Regions from separate parts of the Sus scrofa genome. Here region 1 is linked to region 2. The links are chromatin contacts, called in public HiChIP or PLAC-seq maps. All regions are on one chromosome and are shown on one strand. The core of a region is the stretch at or near the end of the contact, and the rest is flanking DNA. Distances in the headings are between cores, read along the strand shown.

Evidence for each region. HiChIP or PLAC-seq counts read pairs in DNA pulled down with a chosen protein or histone mark.
Region 1: an H3K27ac HiChIP or PLAC-seq map of skeletal muscle shows a contact between it and region 2, with 4 times the contacts expected there. The contact joins two enhancer-like sites. A contact is called at or near these places in 1 of 47 Hi-C or Micro-C datasets (skeletal muscle) and 1 of 2 datasets of contacts at active chromatin or transcription factors (skeletal muscle).

The regions. Positions count from the first base shown.
Region 1 is chr6:5,293,864-5,300,443 of Sscrofa11.1, forward strand. CDH13 (cadherin 13, H-cadherin (heart)) reads right to left here. Exons shown (of 14, transcript NM_001109945.1): 5 at 3,224-3,376. Among named protein-coding and RNA genes, the nearest start is that of HSBP1, 500 kb to the left of the region's middle. Within about 2 kb of position 5,013, at least 4 of the 83 cell types and tissues checked have an H3K27ac peak or open chromatin away from gene starts, as enhancers often do. A contact at or near this core is called in skeletal muscle, where this site is marked.
Region 2 is chr6:5,151,862-5,157,945 of Sscrofa11.1, forward strand. The region is part of intron 6 of CDH13 (cadherin 13, H-cadherin (heart)); the gene reads right to left. Among named protein-coding and RNA genes, the nearest start is that of HSBP1, 360 kb to the left of the region's middle. Within about 2 kb of position 1,625, at least 13 of the 83 cell types and tissues checked have an H3K27ac peak or open chromatin away from gene starts, as enhancers often do. A contact at or near this core is called in skeletal muscle, where this site is marked.

The DNA of each region.
Region 1 (6,580 bases), core at 3,763-6,262, 150 kb after region 2:
TCCCCCGGTGGACACAGCCCTGAACGGAGGTGCAGTTTTCGATGGGTAAACCAGGGGCGAGGTCAGGCCTTTCTCACGGCTCAGCCGTCCCCTAGCGCAGTAAAGTCACTGCACAGTCACAAGTGGCAGCCCTTTGTTCGGCGTGGGGAGGCCAGAGGGAAGGGGCCCGTCACGATTCGAAAACCTCCCTGGAAAAGTCTGTCCCCAGCGTCTTTGGCAACATCAAAACCAAGCCACCTGACAGACCACGGGCCTTGTCCTCGTTCCCCGTAGGTCTGTGAATGCTGGTGTTTGAGCTCTTTTCCACCCGCTGCCACTGCCACGAGACATCTTCCTCTCAGTGTCCCTGGAGATCAAGGTCACTGCCTGCTAACGAGCATGCTCGCCAAGAGGCTGGCCCTGGTTTATGGAGTCCAGAAGACTCCCCAAAGGGCAACTTTAATTTGTAAGCCACTTTTGGATCCCACAGACTTTATCAGGATCACTGAGCCAAGCCTGCATCCAAACCCTTGCTTGGCCCTTAAAATAGCTCCTACAGGGTCACCCCAAAAGGCATCTCTCAGCCTCTCCTTTACCAGTTCTTGTTCCTGTCAACCAGCCTTTTCCAGTTTCTCTGATTCAGGCTAGTCCCATTTCCAGCCTACGGAACGCTCCTAAGAAGACTTCGGCTCCTTTATTCTTGATCTCGTACCCCTTCAACCTCCCAAGGAATCCCAGAGCTCAGCTTCCTCCAGGACCTTCTCTCTAACACTTAAAAGAGGGGCAGCAAATGCTATGATGTTTGCTTCCTGTCAGAACAGAAGGAAAAACCATGAGTCTGGGGTAAATGTCAACTTTCTCATGGTTGAAAGTAAGAAACATGTTAAAAACTTGGGGAACCTAGCTAAAAAAATTAAATCATTTTTCAGGAAAAAATGATTAAGGGCAGCTCTGATTTTTCGAATACTTGCTAGGTCCTGGGCATTGTGCTACGCATTTGCAAAAATAATTTTATTTCATTTTCCACAATTCTTAGAGATGCTGGTACCATCCCTGCTTTGTGGACAAGAATCACAAGATTCTCAGAGAGGGTAAATGGGTGGCCCAAGATAAAAAACAAAGCAAACAAAACAGCACAGTAAACAGCAGTGCTGAGACTCAAATGGCAATTTGCTAACCACAGAGCTCTGAATTGCTATGCTATGAGGTTATGAACTATAGCTTATCTGTAGTTCCTGTGTCTGCAAATCAATGGCTAGTCCCCATGACAGGCAGGGAATGAGTTCATCTACCCAAGGTCTGCAGCCGGCTTTTTCCGCAGCAGGTGGACACTGACTTCTCCCAGGTCACCTCTGGTTACCGTCAAGTCCAGCTGACCCGAGGATTTCCGAGGGCGCCAACATTCAATTTCTACGACAATCTGTTCACCCTCCGCCAGGTGTACCCTGAGGACGCACTGGTCACCCTTTGGCATTCTTTGACAGATGGGACCCCCTGCAGATGTTCAGAGCATCTGCCTTTTAGCGAATGCTCTGAGAGGGAAGTCCCCCCAGGACCCGGGATCCTCGAACGCCCAGCATGAGGCTGGACGGGGATGCCACCCGCTTTCATCACGCCACTTCCCTGTTTTTGTCCAGCATCCAAATGCCTCTAACACCCTCATCTATCTTCTCATTGGAAACTCACAGCAATCCAGTCGGCAGGTAGGCCACTGCTGGCTTGGCCACACATGCAGCATGCGGAAGTGCCCCCGCCAGGGATCGAACCCGAGCCACAGCAGTGACAATACCAAATCCCTAACTGCTAGGCCGTCAGGGAGCTCCTCTATCTTCATTTTTATGTTTGGGATCCTGAGGACCAGTGCTTACATGGTCTCCCCAAGGTCAGCATCTCATGGCAACAGAGGAGGCTAGACCCGGGGCACTCATTTCCCCCAGAGCACTTGGCAATGTCCCTCCACCCCCTTTGCAGAAAACGAAGAGCACAGGCTTATTCTTTTTTTTAGGAAGCAGGAGGTAACATAGTTAAAGTGGGATTGGGATGCTCTTACGTGGTGTTTTGACCGAGAAAACCAGAGATGCCAAATCTGGTCCTAGAAAGTGGCCACCTCCCCAGACCTCAACCCAGGGAAATGCGCGCGAGACGGGCAATGGTGATGGAAAGGCAATGCTGCTGGCCGGGTCGTGCCCCCCAGGGCCTGCAGCCTGCAAAGGGCTTTTCGTGAAAGTGGTCAGGAGTTCTGCCCCATCCCTTACAAATGAGCTCACTACCCTCAGGAGCTTGGGTTCTTAACAGAGGCTATGAGGACAGACTCTCGGGGGTGTGGCCCAGAGGGGACAGAACTGACCTGGAGCCTGTCTGAGATTTAGTGCTCACCCCTGTCTCTGTGTGCAATGGTGCTGGTCTCTGAATCTGGAATGGGTGTCAACTTCTGAAACTACAATATTTTACAAATATCCTGTCATTTCCCCATAAACAAGTAATGTGCAGACATTGCAGAAAAATCAGAAAATAAAAACAAAGAAAAAAAAATCATTAACACCAAACGCAGCCACTAACACTTTGATTTTTCTTCCATCACAGTTCTTTGCAAACACATAACCATCACGATATGTGTAAATACTCCATCTGTAATGAGGATACCATATGTGTTGGTGTGTCTGTTTCCATTCAGTATCTTGAAAATCTCCCATAGAACCAGAACTTGTTCAAAAATATTTTAAATGGTTGTAGAAAACTTCCTTGCAAAATCGTGCCATATTTTAACCATTATATGCTGCTGAATATTTAGCAACTGTTTCCATTTTAAGGATCATGTCCTGCTATAACACCACTGCACAAAAATTGAACTAAATTCCTCTTTCCCTAGGATGGATTTCTAAAAGTAGAACGATCAAGTCCAAGGGTTTGTACTTTTTGCAGCTCTGCATTATCAAGGTAGTTTCTGGAAAGTTAACGTTAATGCAAGATTTCTGACCTCCTCCGAGATGCCCAGAGGGCCCCCCTTCTTGGTTTTCAGTGCCCAAAGTCTCACGCACTGGGGTGGGGGGGTGGGGGTCCAGTGACAAGATAGGGGCCCCTACTGCTGCTCTGTCAGGGTTCAATGCCACTCGGCTCCCACAGAGACACGCTTAAGGCCGTACTGCCTGTGGTTTGATGAAGCCCAGAAATAACAGCTCGGTGGGAGGAAAGCCATCTCTGAAAGCCCCATCTCTGTGGGCAGGGTGGGCACCGGGGTACTTACTTGATACGCGGCGATCATTTCTCTGTCCAAGCTCCGTGTCACGGAGACGCTACCCGTGTTCTCATTGATTCTGAAAATTCCTTTTGGCTCTTGATCCACTCCCTTGCCGGTGAGCCGGAACTTGGACCCTTCCGGTCTGTCACTATCAACCACCTGGTCAGAGAAACAGAGCGACACTTAAGATCTTGGCTGGAAAACACAGAGAGAGCATAGTATAAACACACCTCAGTGACCAACCCACTAACTGCAGGTGCCAATACATAGATGCTCGGTGAACTTGACTAAAGCAGCATCACCAAAAACAGCATCGTTGTTCAACACCTTTCTGCCCACATGCAAATCTCTGTGGCTTTCAGGTGGGGAAGCTTACCAGCACTGGGGTGACATACAGTGACAAACCTAGGAGGGAGGTCACTTCATGAAGTTTAAAGTTGGACATTTATGTTATTTTTAACTCCCAGGAAACAGACTTTTTTTCTGCAAGCAAGATCAAAGAGGCAACGCAAAACCTTTGACACTTCTCTACTGGGCAGGCATTCATCAAGATTCGAGGTCTTTGTATGAATCCAAATGTCAGCAGTGGCACTTGCCCCACTGCTTGTACCAGGTACACGGTGTTGAGGATGCACTTTACACACGTTAAAAAAAAAAACTCAGACAACAATGCGGGGGTGGGAGGAGGGAACACTATTATCTGCACTTAATGAATGAAATCACTGAGACTCAGAGAGATGAAGCAAGCTTGCCATGGTCACAGTTGTTAAAGAGATGAAGATGGCATTCAGAATCCACCTTCCGTCTCTCTAGAGACACTGCTACCCAACACTTTCATTTCTGAATTTACGTTAAGGTAATTCCCTATAGGTAGTCAGCCTTGATTTGACATTTGAAGAATACATTCAAAAGGCAAAGCTACAGGAAGGCACTTCCAGGTAGATGGAACAGCACAGACAGGCAGCAGGCAGGTGAGAGAGACAAGGAAATTCCAGAATGGCTGGAGTAGAGATGAGGTTAAGAGGTAATTAGATGTCACATTTTATTTTGTTTTTATGTCATTTGAAAGTGTCCAACTAATGAAAAAAATTATTATTTGCATAGGTTAGTTCTAGAGTTTAACCAAGTATTCACGTATATTTAAGAACACTTTCTCATTGATACCTGCAAACATTCATTTGATTATAACAATAAAAAAGTCACAAACACAACAGACATTCAGAAACACAGATGAAAGAAAGCTGATACTGATCTGGCTGCAATCAGTTTATAAGTAAACAGGCACCTATTGGAATACAGTCAACTGGGCCTGGAGGATTAGGTAGCCAGGATAAAAATACCTTCTAGTGGAATTAGAAAGTGGGTGGGGGTAGGGGTGGGGGAGGAGCATTTCTGAGGCCACCATGCCTGCAATTCTGATGCAGGCCACCAAGTGGCAGTGGCGCCTAAGGCAGCATGATCTTCCTGCCAAGATTTCCTCTGCCAGGACCAGTGAGTGGAAAAAGATCATGACACAATTCCATATGGCAGTATAGTTTTCCCTGATTTAAAATATTCTTTATTAAAATACACTGAGAATTTTGATGAAACACCAATTACCTCTGTTTGCATTTTTTAAATTAGGAGAAAATACCATCTTGAAGCAAGACTAAAAATAAGATATGTGACACCTTCTGATGAAAAGAATTTTTAGTCACTGCTTGACTTGATTTAATCCAACTGACATTATCCCCACAGCTTGGAAGCTCCACGAGGTCAACAGTCTCAGCATGTCAGACTCGCCCCTGGATCCCAGTGCCTGGCAAAGTGCCTGGTGTACAGCAGGGACCGAGGCCAATATCTGTTTAACGAGGAGTTCCACTGTCTAGACAAACATGTGTCCCAATCCTAGCTTGGCCAGCGATCCACCCTGTGACCTTGAACACGATTCTTCGCCTCTCCAGCTCTCGATTTCCTCATCGATAATAAAAGGATAATGACATTTATTTCCCAGAGCTGTTGAGAATGTGATGAGATCCTGTGTGCCAAGGAGACTTCCTGGCAGGCGGAAGGGGCTCAGTAAATCAGAGCTGATGGTTACAGTACCAAGGTAAGAGTAATAATCACAACAGCATCAGGACGTTGTTGGTAATGGCCAAGCCTGACACCTCTAGGCAGCAAAAAACATCTTAGCCATAATATTAAAAAACCCCTTTCTGGAGTTCCCATTGTGGTGCAGCGGAAATGAACCTGACTAGGAACCATGAGGTTGCGGGTTCAATCCCTGGCCTTGTTCAGGGGGTTAAGGATCTGGCGTTGCCGCAGATGTGGCTCAGATCCCGAATTGTTGTAGGTGTGCAGCAGCTGTAGCTCTGATTCAACCCCTAGCCTGGGAACCTCCATAAGCCAAGGGTGTGGCCCTAAAAAAGCAAAAGCAAAAAAAAGAAAAAAACCACAAAAAACAAAACAAAACAAAAAATCCCTAAGGGAATATATTTTCTTTTAAAAAATAAACCTCACAAATGTCTCTGGTTTGAAGAGAGAACTGCTCTTGGAAAAAGATTACTGTTGATAGAGTCAGAGTCAAGGTCCAAAGCAGGTGATTAAATAGCTCATCCCACTAGGCAAATGTAATAAGGGAAAAAAGTATGGGAGACCCCTTTAAGTTAATGACCACTCAGGAAAGCAGGCTTACCAACAACAAAACCAAGCAGGCTTGCTTCGCAACAAAAGCATGCAAGAGAAGCCTGAGACATGCCCCCAAACAATAAAACAATGGTAACAGGAGACCCATGTAGCTTCCTAGGACACACTTCTCTGTGCACACTAGCTACAAAAAAATACAGGAAAAGGTGACATTGTACTGAAACCTGACATGATTCGCCGTATTTGAAGACACGTTGGTGCCTTTTTGCTTATTTCCACTGCATCGTGACAGTCCCAGTCTGACCAGGTGGGGACCAGAAAGATCCCCCAACCAACACGGAGGAGGAGCTGATGATGGAAATGTGACCTCTACTCCAGAGCCAGGGCGAAGGTGATCTTCTCCCCCTCCTCGCTTTGGCTTTGTTTGTAAAACCGTAACCCACGGAGTCCTCGGGCCTCGGCACTCTCTTGCCCACCTGCCTGCATCTCTCACAGGCATCCTATGTGAATAAACCCCTCACCTGTCACTCTGTGTCTCCCTGAATTCTTTCTGCACTAAGGCAGAACGTATGCTCTACGGTTCCACTGTAGGAAGGGGCACCCGAGCCAGCTCTGCCCTTCTTTGTCCCTTTCTCATTTACCCTCGCTCCCTTCTCTCTCTGGCCACGTTGGCCCAAATACAGATTAAAACCTCTTCCTCTTGCTTCCCTATGCACACTGGAGAGACAGGTCCTCTCC
Region 2 (6,084 bases), core at 375-2,874:
CCCTAACACGGGGCTTAACTCTTCATAGGCGTTAAATAAAAAGTGCTGCTATGACCCAAAATAAAATGTTCATGACCCGAAACAGAGAAGGGGCTGAAAAGGCGGAGACCAGCACGTGGCAGAGGAAGGAAGCGCCTGGGCTCCCTTCCACAGCCCGTGGAGATGCCTGGAGGGCATCAGCTGACATGTGACGGATGAAGACCATCAGCTCACTTGGCATAACTGGTCACTGGCACAGCAGTGGGCAGAGGTTTTACTCGCATCCAGTCCAGGGAGTCAATGTTCCCACTTTACAGAGAAGGAACCTGATGTTTCAAAAGGGCGACATACATGCATCTGAATTAATTAGTTAATTATTAATATATCGCTTAACCGTCAGATTTCCATGCGGAAACTATTTATAATTCGCGGTCCAAGTGACCTCAGCTTTTAATGACCACATGATACCTACCTTATTGTACCAACACCGGCAGCCTGCCAGAGCTGTGGACATATGTTTATATTCTGTCATCTTTCAACAGGGACTGGGTGGAAGAAATCTTTGCAAGGACCCTCTGCTTCACCCTTCAGTGGGAGAGCTGGGTGGAGGGTTTTCCAGAATAAACCATCACACCCCCGCCTCACACCCTGAGTCTCCAGGAGGTGACGCTTTGGCCAGCTGTTGCTGCTGGCAGGAGACGCCACTTTGAAAGGAGCTGAGTTCTAGTTATCCCACCTTCCAGGTACCACTGGAAAAGGGCAGGCGGCCACGAGCAAGAAAACAATGCCTTGGAGAACTCTTGTCTCCGGCCTGTTGCTGGGGGTCATAAGCATGAGATGTTCCTGGGCTTTTCTCTTTTTCTCCAGGCACACATATAAGTCATCAGCCAATCCGTCGGCTCTGGCTTCCAGATCGACGCAGAACCTGCGCTTCACCTGCCACCGCCTGGCTTCTGCGCTTGGCTAGATTCGCCCGTGCGACTGAAACTGCCTCCCCACGCATCACCTTGCTAACATTTTCTTCCGCTTCAATCCCTTTTCCAGACACCAGCCAGGGAGGCTCAACAAAATTAAAGTGAGGCCATGCGTGCCACGCGTTGGCTCAAATTCCTTGCTGGCGTGCCTTTCCTCGTGAGTAAACGCTGCTTCTTCCCAACTCAGCTCCTGCTTCTCTCTCTCTCTTCTCACTGAGCTCCACCCACGCTGCTGCCTTGCAGCCCCTCCAACATGCCAGACAGGCCCCTGCCTCAGGACCTGGGCACAAACTATTTCCTCCAGTTATGGATGTGACTCACTTCTGGGAGGCTGTGCTCCAATACTGTTTTTTCAGATAAGCCTTCCTTCATCTCTCTGCTGAAAATGTCCCATTGTGTGCTGACCCCAGTCTGGCCCATCCTTTTTCATGCTGATTTTTTTCCTCTCCATCCTGCATTCCTAGTCACCTTGTTTATCGTTTCCCTCCACTAGAGGGAGACATAGAGTCCGTGAGGCCAGAAGTCTGGCATTAACAAGTATTTGTTGAATGAATGAATGAGTGAAAGCACAGGTTTAGCCTGGTCCCTGTGACATCAAGGGAGAGACCAATGTTGTCACATACAAGCCTGCGCCCCCTCAGGGCCAGGGAGCAGCAGCGCAGCAGCCATCCTGGTTCCTAGCCGATTCCGTGTTCCAGTAAACATGAACTTTGCCTCTGAGTCACTGGGCTCTGGCAGCAGAATGTAACAGAAATTCCGGGCGGGATTCTCATGCCACCTCCAGAAAAAGAATCGCTGCGCTCAGCCTGCGCCCGTCATTCATCATCATAAACAAGCATGTATGCTGGGAAAAGTTCCCCAGCAGTAACTGCACGTTCCCACAGCCCCTCCCAAAGGCAAGAATAATATTCCCACGAGAACGCGTGCTTTTCCAGACTGCAGAGCCCAGTGGGGAGCCGAAAGCTCCCACCCACACAGGAGGCACTTGCATGGGCACCGCCTGGCCTCAGCTTAGCGGCAGCTCTGGGTGACAGGGTCTCAGGGTATCCCACCAGGCATATCCCTGGGACACGTTATCGGGGCATCTGGGACAGTTGGATATTGCCTTATCAACTATCTGGTAGGGACCCCGCTCTGGCTCCTGAAAGGGCTGTTGCCCAGGCCTGCGCGCCAACAGCCGAGGACCCGCCATCCCAGCCGCACAGGCTCCCTTCCCCCCTTCTTTCAGCCCGTGCGTTCTCCTCTCCCTCCGCCCCTGACCCAGACTCCCTCCATCCTTCAGGGCCAGCTCCGGCCTCCCTCCTTCCCCAAGCTTGCCCCCGTCTACCCTGAGCTCTTCCTTTTCCTATTTCCTACATAATTTAAAGATGGCACCAAATAATTCAGCGTGTAATTGCAGAAGCTCTTACATTGTTATTCTTTTTGTGTGCTGCGTCTGTCTTTGAACCAGGCTGTACTCTTGGCATCTTTTGTTGTTTTATATTGCAACTTAGGGCTCGGTCTGGGGAAGCTGTGGTCCTGGGTGAGGGCCTGAAGCCATTCAGTAAGAAATGCCAAAGCAATTCCGGAACACCCGTCTAAGGAAGAGCGAACATTCCCGTGACGTTCCCGCTGCGAATTCCCTTCAAGGAACAGCTTCAGAGCCCTGGCTTCAGAACTCCATCAGGGGGGCTGTCACGATGATAGCTGAGGTTCTAGAATCTAATTCAGTTCTCTAAAATCCATGAAATAGCACTCAGAATCTTAGCTCGTTGCTTTTAAGTACGTATGCGCTCATGGCAATTTTAAGGACGCTCATAAATTATATATCATGTAAGTTATAAACAAAAATTAACATTCATTTAATACTTATAACTCACTAAGGACAGTGCTAAATACCCTTTGAGATGGGAGCTACTGATTACCTTCCTGCATGCACCCATTTTGTAGATGAGGAAAGAGACTTGCATAGGGCCAAGGGGTGATTAGGCAGTGGGGTCATGATTTAGGCTGCGGAAAACATTCAAGGAAGACAACAGAAGCAAGAAGCTTGGGTTCATGTTTTGGAAGGAGGGGTTGTGGTTCCCACAATAACTGGGAGTGCTACTAGCATTTACTCAGAGGTGGCAGTTGACACCACATGGTCCATGTACATGGGGTCTTACACCACATAGGATTGTCCCCTATAAATTCTGAGTTACCCTGATGGCCAGGCTTTGGTGGGAAAAACAGCTCCCATCTATTTATAATTATCTGGGTCTAGAATTTAACCCAGTCTTACATTTCAACCCCGAATATCTTGGCAGAGTTGCATATATTCTGCATTTCACCAGGACACAGCTACCGTGTCAAGAGAGGGAGGGTTTTTCTTTTTTTTTTTTTTTTAATTTGGATCAGAACCTACCAGTTCTGGAAAATCACTTGACTGATGGTATGGCTGAGTAACAGACCTGTGTCCCTGTGTACTTGTAGCCGATGCATTTGCTGTGACCTCGTGCAAGGATTCTCACCTTGGACAACCTCCTTCTGTCTCCCAGGTGGTTGTGCTTGAGCATTTGCCTATTTTCTTTTATTAACCTTGACACTCTTGTATAAATTATTTTTCCTGTATATTATACTTGGGGCTTATTATGTTTTAAAAAGATGTGTGGAGGCCAGTTAAGAGTTTATGAAAGTCACAGAGGGGTACTAAAGAATGTCTCAGAAGGTGTTTATTAGCCCAGAGTCCCCGGGGTTGGAGGCAGCAGAGGGCACTGCTGCCCCCAGTAGGTGGGCACCCACATATCCAGCCGTACCAACAGAGGCCAGTGCGTGGGTTGAATTAGAAAGGAAATCATCTGAGAGCTGAGAAGAGCAATCTGAGAGCAGGAGCTGGCCTGCTAAGAGCCAGGTCACTGCTCAGCCCAGGGTCGGCTCCAGTGGATTTTCCTGGCGCTTGCTCAGGAGCAGGTGGTGAGAGCAGCCCCGCACCCTGCTTTGAGGCCCCCTCTCCTGCTTCAGCTCCTCCTGCAAGGAGCCATCTCTGCCACAAGTCAGGTCACACATGGGGAACAGGAGCATCACCTCTGCTCTCAGAACGCCCGGACAGCGCAAGGGCCCCAGAGCAACAGTGGCAGACAGGGAAGGGAGGCATGACCCAGGCTGCCACCACGGCGTCTCGAGGGCTTGCTTCTTCCCAGGCTTTGTTCCCTTAAGAAAAGCCCAATGGATACAGATCTGCTGACACTTCGATCTTGGACTCCTAGCCTCTAGAACTATGGGATATAAATATCCGTTGCTTAAGGCACCCAATCTATGCTGTTTTCTTACAGTGGTCTGAGCAAACAGAGGTGCCATGCAATTCTGAGACAAGGAAGCAAATGGAAAGGCAGGTACACAAAGAATGAAGATCCCCCTGGATCATGGGGCTGTGTTGATCCCAGCTGCACAGCTGGCTGCTGTCATTGACCACACTTTAGGTACCAACCTGGAGAGCAGAGAGTAAGCCTGGCATTTTGGACAATTCATCTAGACCCTGCAGGAGTGAGCCAGTGGTGTGAGCTCCTTGAGACGGAAGCTGTGGAAGCCACACTGAGATGGATCAAATTCTCCATCAACCAGGAGCTCCCATGTAGCTCAGAGGGCTAAGGACCCGGCATTGTCACTGCAATGGGTTGGGTCCCTGCTGTGGCACAGGTTCAATCCCTGGCCTAGGAACTTCCGCATGCCACAGATGTGGCCCCCCCCGCCCCCAAAAAAGAAGGAACTCCAAAGAAGAGGCCGATCTGTATACATGGACATATAAATGATCCATATACGTGCGCATAAAAATTTGCCTAAAAACTATCTACAAAAACATACATTGAACTGTTGACGGCAATAATCTTGGGGTGGCATGATTATGGTGATTTATGTTCTTAGTTTTGCTTCTCTGACTTTTCCAAATTTCTACAATGCAATATAACATTTCTGTAATAATAGTTTCCATTAACTAAAAGATAAAAAGCAATCTAAGTGATTCTGATGCATGCCCAAGTTTGAGAATCAGCTCCCTCAACAGTTTTCTTAACTTCTTGAGCACTAGGGTCAAGGGACAGGGTCTGATGTCTGGGTGTGGCTGACGGGGAGAGGGAACTGGGATTCATAGGGCTGGGAGCCAGGAGTCCTACTGAGTCACTCTAGCAGTTCCTGTTTGTAATGTTCATTGTGGGAATGATAATCCCTAGTCACATCTCAAAATCACACATTCCCTTTAGGCAAATTAAAAATCTTTGTGCTGTCCTCATGAAAGAACCAAGGCTTTCCTAGTGGCTAGGATTTGGTCTTTTCATGGAAAAACCAAACACATCTCATGGAAATGGGACATGGGACCAGTTGCACCAGGGCCTCAGCCTTATGCGGTTCTGCCCCTACTGGTACGTAGTATGTAGATTCTGGGATGTGCAGGACCCCAGTACACTCAATCCTTGACTTGAGACCATGGCTCACTGGCCTGTTGGGAGAGCAGAACGCTGCTCAGAGCACTCAGACTTCATAGTATCTCTGCTCGGAGCTGTATAAAGGGACTTAGGCAGTGGCAAGTGTTTTTGAGATTCTCAGCTTCAAACCCAGCGTCTGAAGATTTTTTTGGAATGTTCCAGGTTTCCTGTATCCCCGCTCAGTCACACATTGCCTGTTATCATGAGCCGGAACTCAGACAAAGTGGAATCTCTGGGAAAATTACAAGCATAGCTAAGGCCTTAGAAAGGGTCCCAGCTGCCAGCCTCAGATAGAGGCTCCTTCCAGCAAAGTTGACTTTCTTATCACAGAAGAAGGATAAACAAACAGCCATGCTCGGATCCTATTAGTCAAAGCATCACAGAGGGACTGGAGACTGTGATATCATAGCAGCTCTATTAGGGTCTCCTCCTGATTTCAAAGTGTGGCGTGTGTGTGTTGGGGAGGGAGTTTGCTACACCTTCAACAAGCAACTCTTAGACCCACAGGGGGTCTAGGAATTCTGCTCACTTCTTTTTTTTTTTTTTTTTTTTTTTTTGGTCTTTTTGTCTTTGTTGCTATTTCTTGGGCCGCTCCCGCGGCATATGGAGGTTCCCAGGCTAGGGGTCCAATCGGAGCTGTAGCCACCGGCCTACGCCAGAGCCACAGCAACGCGGGATCCGAGCCGCGTCTGCAA